3 separate regions of the Oryctolagus cuniculus genome follow, and all the other regions are linked to region 3. The links are chromatin contacts, called in public Hi-C maps. All regions are on one chromosome and are shown on one strand. The core of a region is the stretch at or near the end of the contact, and the rest is flanking DNA. Distances in the headings are between cores, read along the strand shown. Region 1 overlaps ADAMTS9 (ADAM metallopeptidase with thrombospondin type 1 motif 9). Region 2 holds the start of ADAMTS9 (ADAM metallopeptidase with thrombospondin type 1 motif 9). Region 3 has its middle 530 kb from the start of ADAMTS9.

Evidence for each region. A called contact is a pair of places that touch in the nucleus more often than the background predicts.
Region 1: a Hi-C map of psoas muscle shows a contact between it and region 3, with 9 times the contacts expected there. The contact joins two enhancer-like sites. A contact is called at or near these places in 5 of 6 Hi-C or Micro-C datasets (ear pinna, embryonic fibroblasts, psoas muscle and 2 more).
Region 2: a contact with region 3 is called in a Hi-C map of an unstated tissue, with 6 times the contacts expected there. The contact joins the promoter of ADAMTS9 here to the enhancer-like site in region 3. A contact is called at or near these places in 2 of 6 Hi-C or Micro-C datasets (ear pinna and an unstated tissue).

The regions. Positions count from the first base shown.
Region 1 is chr10:85,133,335-85,136,034 of mOryCun1.1, reverse strand. It overlaps ADAMTS9 (ADAM metallopeptidase with thrombospondin type 1 motif 9), which reads right to left. Exons shown (of 39, transcript XM_008260887.4): 37 at 623-727. Among named protein-coding and RNA genes, the nearest start is that of PRICKLE2, 74 kb to the left of the region's middle. Within about 2 kb of position 1,409, at least 1 of the 8 cell types and tissues checked has an H3K27ac peak or open chromatin away from gene starts, as enhancers often do.
Region 2 is chr10:84,973,908-84,976,607 of mOryCun1.1, reverse strand. ADAMTS9 (ADAM metallopeptidase with thrombospondin type 1 motif 9) reads right to left here and starts at 1,375. Exons shown (of 39, transcript XM_008260887.4): 1 at 861-1,375; 2 at 1-245. The coding sequence starts at 975.
Region 3 is chr10:84,446,461-84,449,160 of mOryCun1.1, reverse strand. No RefSeq gene overlaps it. Among named protein-coding and RNA genes, the nearest start is that of ADAMTS9, 530 kb to the left of the region's middle. Within about 2 kb of position 1,295, at least 3 of the 8 cell types and tissues checked have an H3K27ac peak or open chromatin away from gene starts, as enhancers often do.

The DNA of each region.
Region 1 (2,700 bases), core at 160-2,659, 690 kb before region 3:
GCAGGGAGCCTGATCGGAAGTGGAGCGGCTGGGATTCAAACTGCACGCATACGGGGTGCAGGCAGTGATGATCCACTAAGCCGTGATGCCAGCCCCCTAGGGAATTGTGTGTGGAGGGGCACTCTCCAAGATTCTCATTCCCTGGGGTCAGAGAGACCTGGGCCCTTCCCGAGGGCTCCAGAGCACAGCAGGGTGAGAAACAGCAGAGACCAGCACACCCCGCGCTGGGCTGTGCTCCCCAGTTGCCCGGCCTCCTCGTCTCCCTGTGTGTCCAGTGTCCAGACCCAGGGGACTGGGGCCCCACACCTGCATTCCCAACTAACCCCCAGCTGATGCTGAGCCCCCGGGGTCAGCAATCCCATTCTTTCAGCCCCACTTGAATTTTAGCTCCAGCTTCTGGGTGGGGCCGCCCTTCTCATCACTCAGGTGTTGGCGCTCATGCCTTGAGGAAAAATTCACCAGGAGCAAAGCCAGGCCCGCAGGCTTTGCCACCGTGCCAGCCCAATACTCTGCAGGACGGGCTGAGGGAGTGGTCTGAGAGAGCGTGCTCCCTCCTCTAGCACCCCCCACCACCGCTACAGGGGTACGAGAAAGCCCGCCCCCAACCCGCGCCTAGCCTTACCGGGGACTTCTTGATGTCTGAGACGGCGTAATTCCCTTGGGATATCCATCTGGCAGAATCGGTTAAAGCCAGGCCGGTTCCGGAAAGGTTGATGCTAAAACGACCCTGGAAGAAACGGCCAAAGAAACCCATGCTTAGTTCCCGGGATGTCCGCATAAGGGACCCCAATCCCACGCACCTTGGGGAGTTGGAGGAAGGTCAGTTTCATTCACTATCACTGATGGGTGTGTGTGTGGGGGGGTGTTGCTGTGTTATTTCAAGGTCACGCCCTACTCAGGCCTCATCTCACTCATCCTCGCGAGAGCCCTTCTCTGCAGAAGGGGAAACTGAGGCCTTGCACACGATCAGACTGCACGCAGCTCACATCCTCCCGCCTTGGAAGTCCAGGCTCTCCTCGGCCTCCCCGACACGGCAGTCCTGACATTGCTCACAATTACCAGATTCCTCCCGGAACAAAATGCCACAGTGTAATTTTTCTAACAAGATCTCGCTGCCAAAGCTTCCTGGGCTTCCAGCTGCCTGGGGGCGGTGAGCACACCGCGTCCTCAGCACAGCAGGGCGGGACTTCAAAGACGAGGCGCTCTCCCAGCAGGGGCCGGTAGAGGGCGCGCGTGGCCCGTTCCAGACCGCCTGGGAGGGACGAGGGTGGCCAGTGGCGGAACTTCCTAGGGCGGCCAGGGGCGCCCACCGCACCGCGGTCTCCTGCTGGGCCCCTGTCTTTCAGGAACCACCATGCAAAGGCAAAGGCATAGGCAGACCTCCTGCTACTGCTCCTGCGCCAGGAACAGCTTCACAGCGGCAGTCCCCTGCGTGGATACACTCCCAGGGCTGCTTTCTCTGAACCTGTCCCCAAAGGCCTTGGTCACATCAGCCTTCTGTGAAGCGAGGGAGTCGGGGCTCACAGCCCTAGTGTGAATCCAGCCATTTCACCTGTGACGGCACCCCCACAGCTGTTTTTTTTTTTAGCCACACACAGCCTCAGTTTGTTCAGCTGTAAAATGGAGAGGTGGTAAAAGTCCCTTCCAAGGAGGATGCTGTGGCGCAGCAGGTCAAAGACCCAGCCCGGGATGCCGGCCTGGTTCCAGCCGAAGCTGCTCCCCACCCATGGCGCTTCCAATCTGCCCGCTTGCTAAGGTGCCAGGGAGGCAGCAGGAGTGGTTCCTGCACTTGGATTCCTGCTCCGCCCCCTTCCCGTGTGGGAGACCTGGACGCAGCTGGCTGCTGTGGGCACTTGGGGAGTTAACCAGCAGATGGAAAATCTCTCCGCCTTTCAAATAAATAAATCTTGTGTTTAAAGTACCTCCTCCAAAGTGCTGCAGTGACAGTGAAATTAGCCCTGCAGAAACAGGGGGTCCTTGGCGTGACAGAAATCCCAGTGTTTCCCGATTATTTTCTGAGTGTTCATTTTCTCTCTCCAGCACGAGAATAAAAGTAAGCTGATCGAGGGCAGGCCTGGGTATTGCTTTGTTCATATCCGCTATGATGTGGAACAAATGACTAGACAACTTGACAGATTTCATAAATCAGTAAGGGCTACACGCTACTCCTGAATGAAGATCCTCCAGGAGCCGGGGAAGCTGGGAAGTCCCCATTCTGCACCTGTCCCATCAACAGGCACAAGGAATAGTTAAGAAACCCCTCTGGAGCCTCAGATCCCACTATGATAAAATGGGACTAACGGAAGTGCCACTCCCAGGGGAGCCCCCATGACTCAGTCAGGTCTCAGTCACTGGATCTCAACCGGGGACGATTTCGCCTCCGTGGGAAATGTGGCCACACCTGGAGACACCTGTGCCGTCGTACCTGGTGCATCAGACCAATGTTGGGAATGGCACACAAGGCCTGGGACAGCCCATTCAATACAGACCTGTTCACCAGCCCAGCCTGACAAAGAGCAGAGGTACAGATGGTGGATTTGTCTGGAATCCCAACTCCCCTACTCACCAACAGTCTATGGAAAATGGAATATTCGAAAAGAAACATTTATTTTGGTGCAAAAAAATTGTTTTTTACATGCAGGCATAGCTTTTTCATGATACACACATTCCACAGACTTTTGGAAGACTCCTTGTATGCAT
Region 2 (2,700 bases), core at 126-2,625, 530 kb before region 3:
GAGCGGAGCGATAAATCCGGCTTGGGCGGTGAGATTAAATAGAAACTGCTGGCCGAAGGCGGACAGGCGGTAATGCGCCTGGGAGGAGGTAGAGGAGGAGGCGAAGGCAGGCCAGGGATCAGAGGCAGAGTTAATGCTCCGTCGCCGCCTTTTGAAGTGCACGTTCGTGGGAAAGGGTTCTCCGAGAGCGTTCACTCGGATGGGAGACGCGATTTCGTATTCGCTCAGGGTCTCTAATAATTTCGCTGCGGAGAGAAGAAGAGGTATAGGAATCGATCATTCATTCCTCCCACCCGAAGTTTTAACTTAAGGAAGATTGGGGGTGGGGGCACTTTGTCCTGATTTATTTTCCAGCCCCTTCAAGTCCATCAATCCCGTCACCTTTAATCAGTGGACAAATGTTTGCTGGGCACCTACTATGTCCCCGTAGGAGCCAAGAACCGTGCTAAGCGCTGGAGATAGACCATGATGTGCCAGATAAGGAACAGATCAGAAATCTTACGATAATGTCAGATCCCGGTCAATATCCCCAATTAAAAAAAAAAAAGTGCCGCTATCTGGCGCCCCCAAGTAACTCGGCAGCGAGTGTGGGGGTGGGGAAGGCGAAAGATCAGGCTGAAAAGCGAGGAGCGAGGGGGCTCGCCTCAATTCTTTTCCACGGTCTCTCCCTAGTCATTGGCTGGGGATGACCCAAAGAAGGGAGAGGCTTCAAAGCCGGAGGTAATTCTTTCTAGGAAAGAGAGAGAGAGAGAGAGAGAGAGAGAGAGAGAGGCCTTCGCCACGGGGTACCCCGCCTGGGAGCGAGAGCGGGGGAGGTGGCAGTGCGGGCGGCGGGGTCGCTGGGGCCGCAGCCTCGTTACCTTGCCTCGGGTGCAGCCTGTCCTTGCGCACGGTCGCTGCGGCGTCGGGGCTCCCCATCTCGGCCAGGTCCCGCACCAGGAGCGTTAGCAGTGTGGCCCAGGATACAAACTGCATGGTGCTCCCCACCCCTCCCCCGCCACCCTCACCCCCCTCCCTCCTGCCCGCCTTGGCTGTGGCGGCGACGCGAGGCAGCGGCCGTGGAGAGCGCGCGGAGCCCGGCGCCCGCCGCCAACTTTTGACTTTAGGAGTCGCTGAGGTCTCGCCGCGAGGGTCCCGTGTGCGCTCGGCTGAGCAACGCTGCCGCCTGCCGAGAGCTGAGCCGCTCGGGCTGCAGGAGGAGCCGGAGGAGGAGGAGGAGGACTGGGGCTCGGCTGCTCGGCCGCATAATGTCCAGCGAGCGGGCAGGAGAAGCGCGGAACGTGCGCTCCGAGGCGCGCCGGGCGCCCTGTGCTGGCCGGGATAGCGGAGCGGCTTCTTGAATGGGGGGCTGGGGGGCGGGGGCGGGGGGGCCGCGGGTCCTCCGCCGCTCGAATACCCCGGGTGCACGCCTCTAGGAGGAGGAGAGGGGAGGAGAAAGCGAGGCAGCGGGCACCGCCTCCTTCCAGACCGTGTCCCCTCCTTGGCCGGCCCGTGCGGCACTCGCCGCCCGAGGCCCCAGCCGGCTGCTAGAGGCCGAGGCCCAAGGCGCCAGCAGCGCAGGGGCAGAGGGTCGCGTCCCCGCCGCCCCTCCGAGCTGGAGTTTGCGGCGACTGGCCGCCCGGGGATGGAACGCCAAAAGCGCGCCCCTTTCCGGCGCGCAGCACCCAGCCCCTCGCCCCTGCCTTCTCCGCTCGTCTCCTTCCTTCCCAATTCTGCTTTCCTCCTCCTCCTCTTCGCCATCCCGAGTCTCCCCGCTTGCCTTTCCCTCTCCCCTCCTGCTGGGCTCTCTCCTCCTTTTCTGCCCTTCCTTTCCCTCGTTTCCTGGCGCTTTCCCCCAGCCCTGCGCCTTTGGTTTCTTACAAGTGAAAGTGGCCCCGCGCCGAAGCGCTGCCCGCCCTGCCCTCTCGCACTCGGGACGGGATTTGGCACCTGAGCTCCGCTCTCGATTTAATCGCCCCGAATCGAGAGTTGTAGAGACCCAGTTCTTAATCCTACACTTCAGGGGTGTGTTTCAAATCCACGGTCTCGTGCAAGTTTCGCAGGAATTTCAAGTTGTGCTTCTCCCTCTTCCTCCACCCCCCCCCCCCCATGCTCTGACTCCACCCGGAGAGGGTCCTTCGCTTTCTGGAGGTCCCCGGCCCAAAAAAGGTTAAGAACCGCGCTGGGCAGCGAGAGGGGGCGGGAACCTCGGCAACCCCCTGACTCCTCGGTGGTTTCGAGAAGGGCGGGGGGAGGGAGGGACAGAGTGCGAAGTTGTCGATCCCTTGGGGAAGCCCCAGTCCCTGAAGGGATTTCTCAATCGCTTCCGCTTGCTTCCAGCCAGGGAGAGATGCCTGGGGCGGCGCGGAGCAGCCACTCTGAGCTACACCTACCGATTGCGGATGCACATTTGAAAGTCAAAATTTAGCTGGAGAGAGAAGATGTGTGTGTGCGCGCGCGCGTGTGACACCTTTTCCTTTGCCAGCTCTCAGAAAGAGTGGAATGTATTCAATTTCAAGAGAAAGGAAATGGTGATTTCGGTTAAAGATAGGATACACACACACACACACACACACACACCTCCTCCCTCCATGTCCTAGAATCAGGGTTTTCTGTTGGGTGGTCGGCTAGAGCTCAGCACTAAAAATATCAGATTGCCAGCACTAGGGGCTACATAGCGATCTGCTACAAGTTCCAGTTATTCTGGAAAATGAATGCGTA
Region 3 (2,700 bases), core at 46-2,545:
TACCAGATTGGCAAGATACAGTGAGTTCAAATTTGGCTCCATGAATTACTAGATACATTGCTTTGTGCAAGTCACTCAACTTCTCTTTGCAGTTTTCACACTGTCTATAAAATATAATCCTCATTATCTCTTTAGTTCCTCATCCTTAATATTTCTATGTGATGATTTTTTTTTCACAGGTTTATTGAGTAGTGTTTTTTAAATACTTAAACCCCTGGTAACATTCTAAGTTCTCTACTACCCAGAATTCCCTAAATGAAGACATAACAGAATCAAAAGAACATGAATGTGGAAGCACTCATACAAATCTGAGTGTTCAACCCTGCACTGAACCCCGTAATTGTGCTACTTAGAAAAGGCATTAAACTTGGAGCTGCCTTTGTGGCACAGCAGGTTAAGCCAGCACTTGCTATACTGGCACACCATATTACAGTGCTGGTTCTAGTCCCAGCTTCCTCTTCCAATCCAGCACCCTGCTAACGTAGGAACTGCTTGGACCCCTGTCTCCCAGGTGGGAGGCCAGGATGGACTTCCTGACTTTTGGCTTCATCCTGGACCAGATTTGGTTGTTGTGGTCATTTTGGATGTGAACCAGCAGATGTAAGATGCCTCTTATCTGTCTCTCTCTCACTCTATTTCTGTCTCTGCCTCTTTCTCTGTCACTTTGCCTTTCAAGTAAATGGATTAATCTTAAAAGAAAAGGCACTGAACTTGAGTCCCGAGATTGTCATCTGGAAAGTCAGGGATTCAGAAGAATTGTTTCCTTCCACCTTTATTCTAAGAATATCCTTCGCGTGTAACAATTATTTTAGGACTGCATCTGAGGTAATGTTAATGCTACCGTCACGGAAAAATTAAGCTGCCTTTGTTAAATAAGGGAAACACCAGGATGCTGTCAAATATGGAATTCGTTTGTATAAATGTAGCTGGAGAAAAAACATTAAGAGAACAACCTCTTAGCAAGGCTTCTGATAAATGCTCTGAGGTAATATCCGGAGAGGATATAGCTCCTCGTTAAGATACCCCAGTTCAACACAGCTCAAGGAAGACGCGGCAGCAAGATATTTCCCCTTGTAATATGTTGCAGGTCTTCTGTGGGTCTGCATCCCTACCCTCGCTTTTTTTCCCCTTCTCTGGTTAACTCCTCATAGTTCCCTGTGGCCTGGTGGTAGGCCCCACTTGTGATTTACAAATGGATTCCAAAGCAATCTTTGTTTTGTTGGAAACTGAGACACTGGCTTGTTGTGCTTTATGGCATTCCGGGTCCTGATGAAAGCTAACCTGAGCAGAATATTATGTGTGGGTGAGGCAGAGCCAGCCCCGGCTGCAATGGCTATAGATCTACGGCATGCCAGAAAAACACTTTTGTTCTGGAATCATTTTCAAGCCACTGCTCAGGACTCTGTAGAGAAGCCAGTGCTCCTCTTATCATTATTTCCTTCCTGACCTATGCTCAGCCACAAAAACATTTCCAACAGTACCAAACACTCCATCCTTAAACCATCCTATCAATGACATAAACAGAGAACACCCAGTTGCACAGTGGAACTCGTTCTGAAAACGTGCCCTATTTGCGGACTCTAATCATATCATGTATATAAAATGCAAGAACTCAAAGAGACAAAATTCACAGTTGGGTATGAATGGATATGATATTTCATAGTCTAGAAAAATCAGAGGGATGAAAAAATACTTTTTGAACACTTACTACTGATCAAATATTAATTACACTGTCAAATAAAATACAAGCAAGAAGACCAGGGAGTAAACATTCTTATTTCCATTTGCCAGCATTGCAGCAACTTGCCCAAGGCCACTACCAAGCGGCTGAGCTGGAATGCAAACCCAGGTCACTTTGGCTTCACAATGAGGGCTTCGTCCCTTACTCCTAAAATGCCCAAATGTTATGTGACCTTAGCAGGAAAACAAGTGCCTCATTTCCTAATTAAGATTCATATTATCTAAAATTTCCTGTATGACAAATAGGGCTTCTTTCTATAACGTTTTCATAATACCCCAGAGGGTGACATTTTTCTCTGAAAGGAGCTCTTGGAGAGAATTTCGATTGTATGTTGCTTACTTGAAAAGGCAGATTACACTCTGCATTCAAAACCAAATAGCTCCCCCTACAGTTCCTGCTCCATTCATATCCCCAGCTCTGGCAAGGGACACAGAGGACCTACAGGTCAGATGCTAGAAGGTGGAGTTGAACACGTGTCCCTTACACTAGGGAACAATTATTACTCCATCTGCTTAGAGAGGACCAGTGGCTACTACTCTAGACAAGGAGTTGTGCCTTTAATATTTTTCTTACTTTCTTCAGTGTCCTCAACAATTAGCAGAATAAATCCCTAAATGTTAAGAATCGTGTGCTGATTCTGACAGACAGAGCCCAGGCTGGACGGAAAGCATACTTTCTGCAGGCTAAATTCCCTTCTGACTTGCAGTGTGCGCTTGCAGAGGCAGACCCTGTCAGCTGTCCAAGTACTGAGATTCCTCTGGGACATCATGAGCTCCGGCTGGGCCTACAGCCCACTGCCTCCCCATAACTGGCTAGAAGCTTGCAAGGCTCTGCGTCACCATCACCTCGGGGACACAGCACGAAAGTGCTCTACCGTAAGTCTGCAAGCAGGGGATACCACTGGTGATGCAAGGACTGCCGGAAACTTCTCTCCAGTGGCCTGGGAACATCAGGGATTC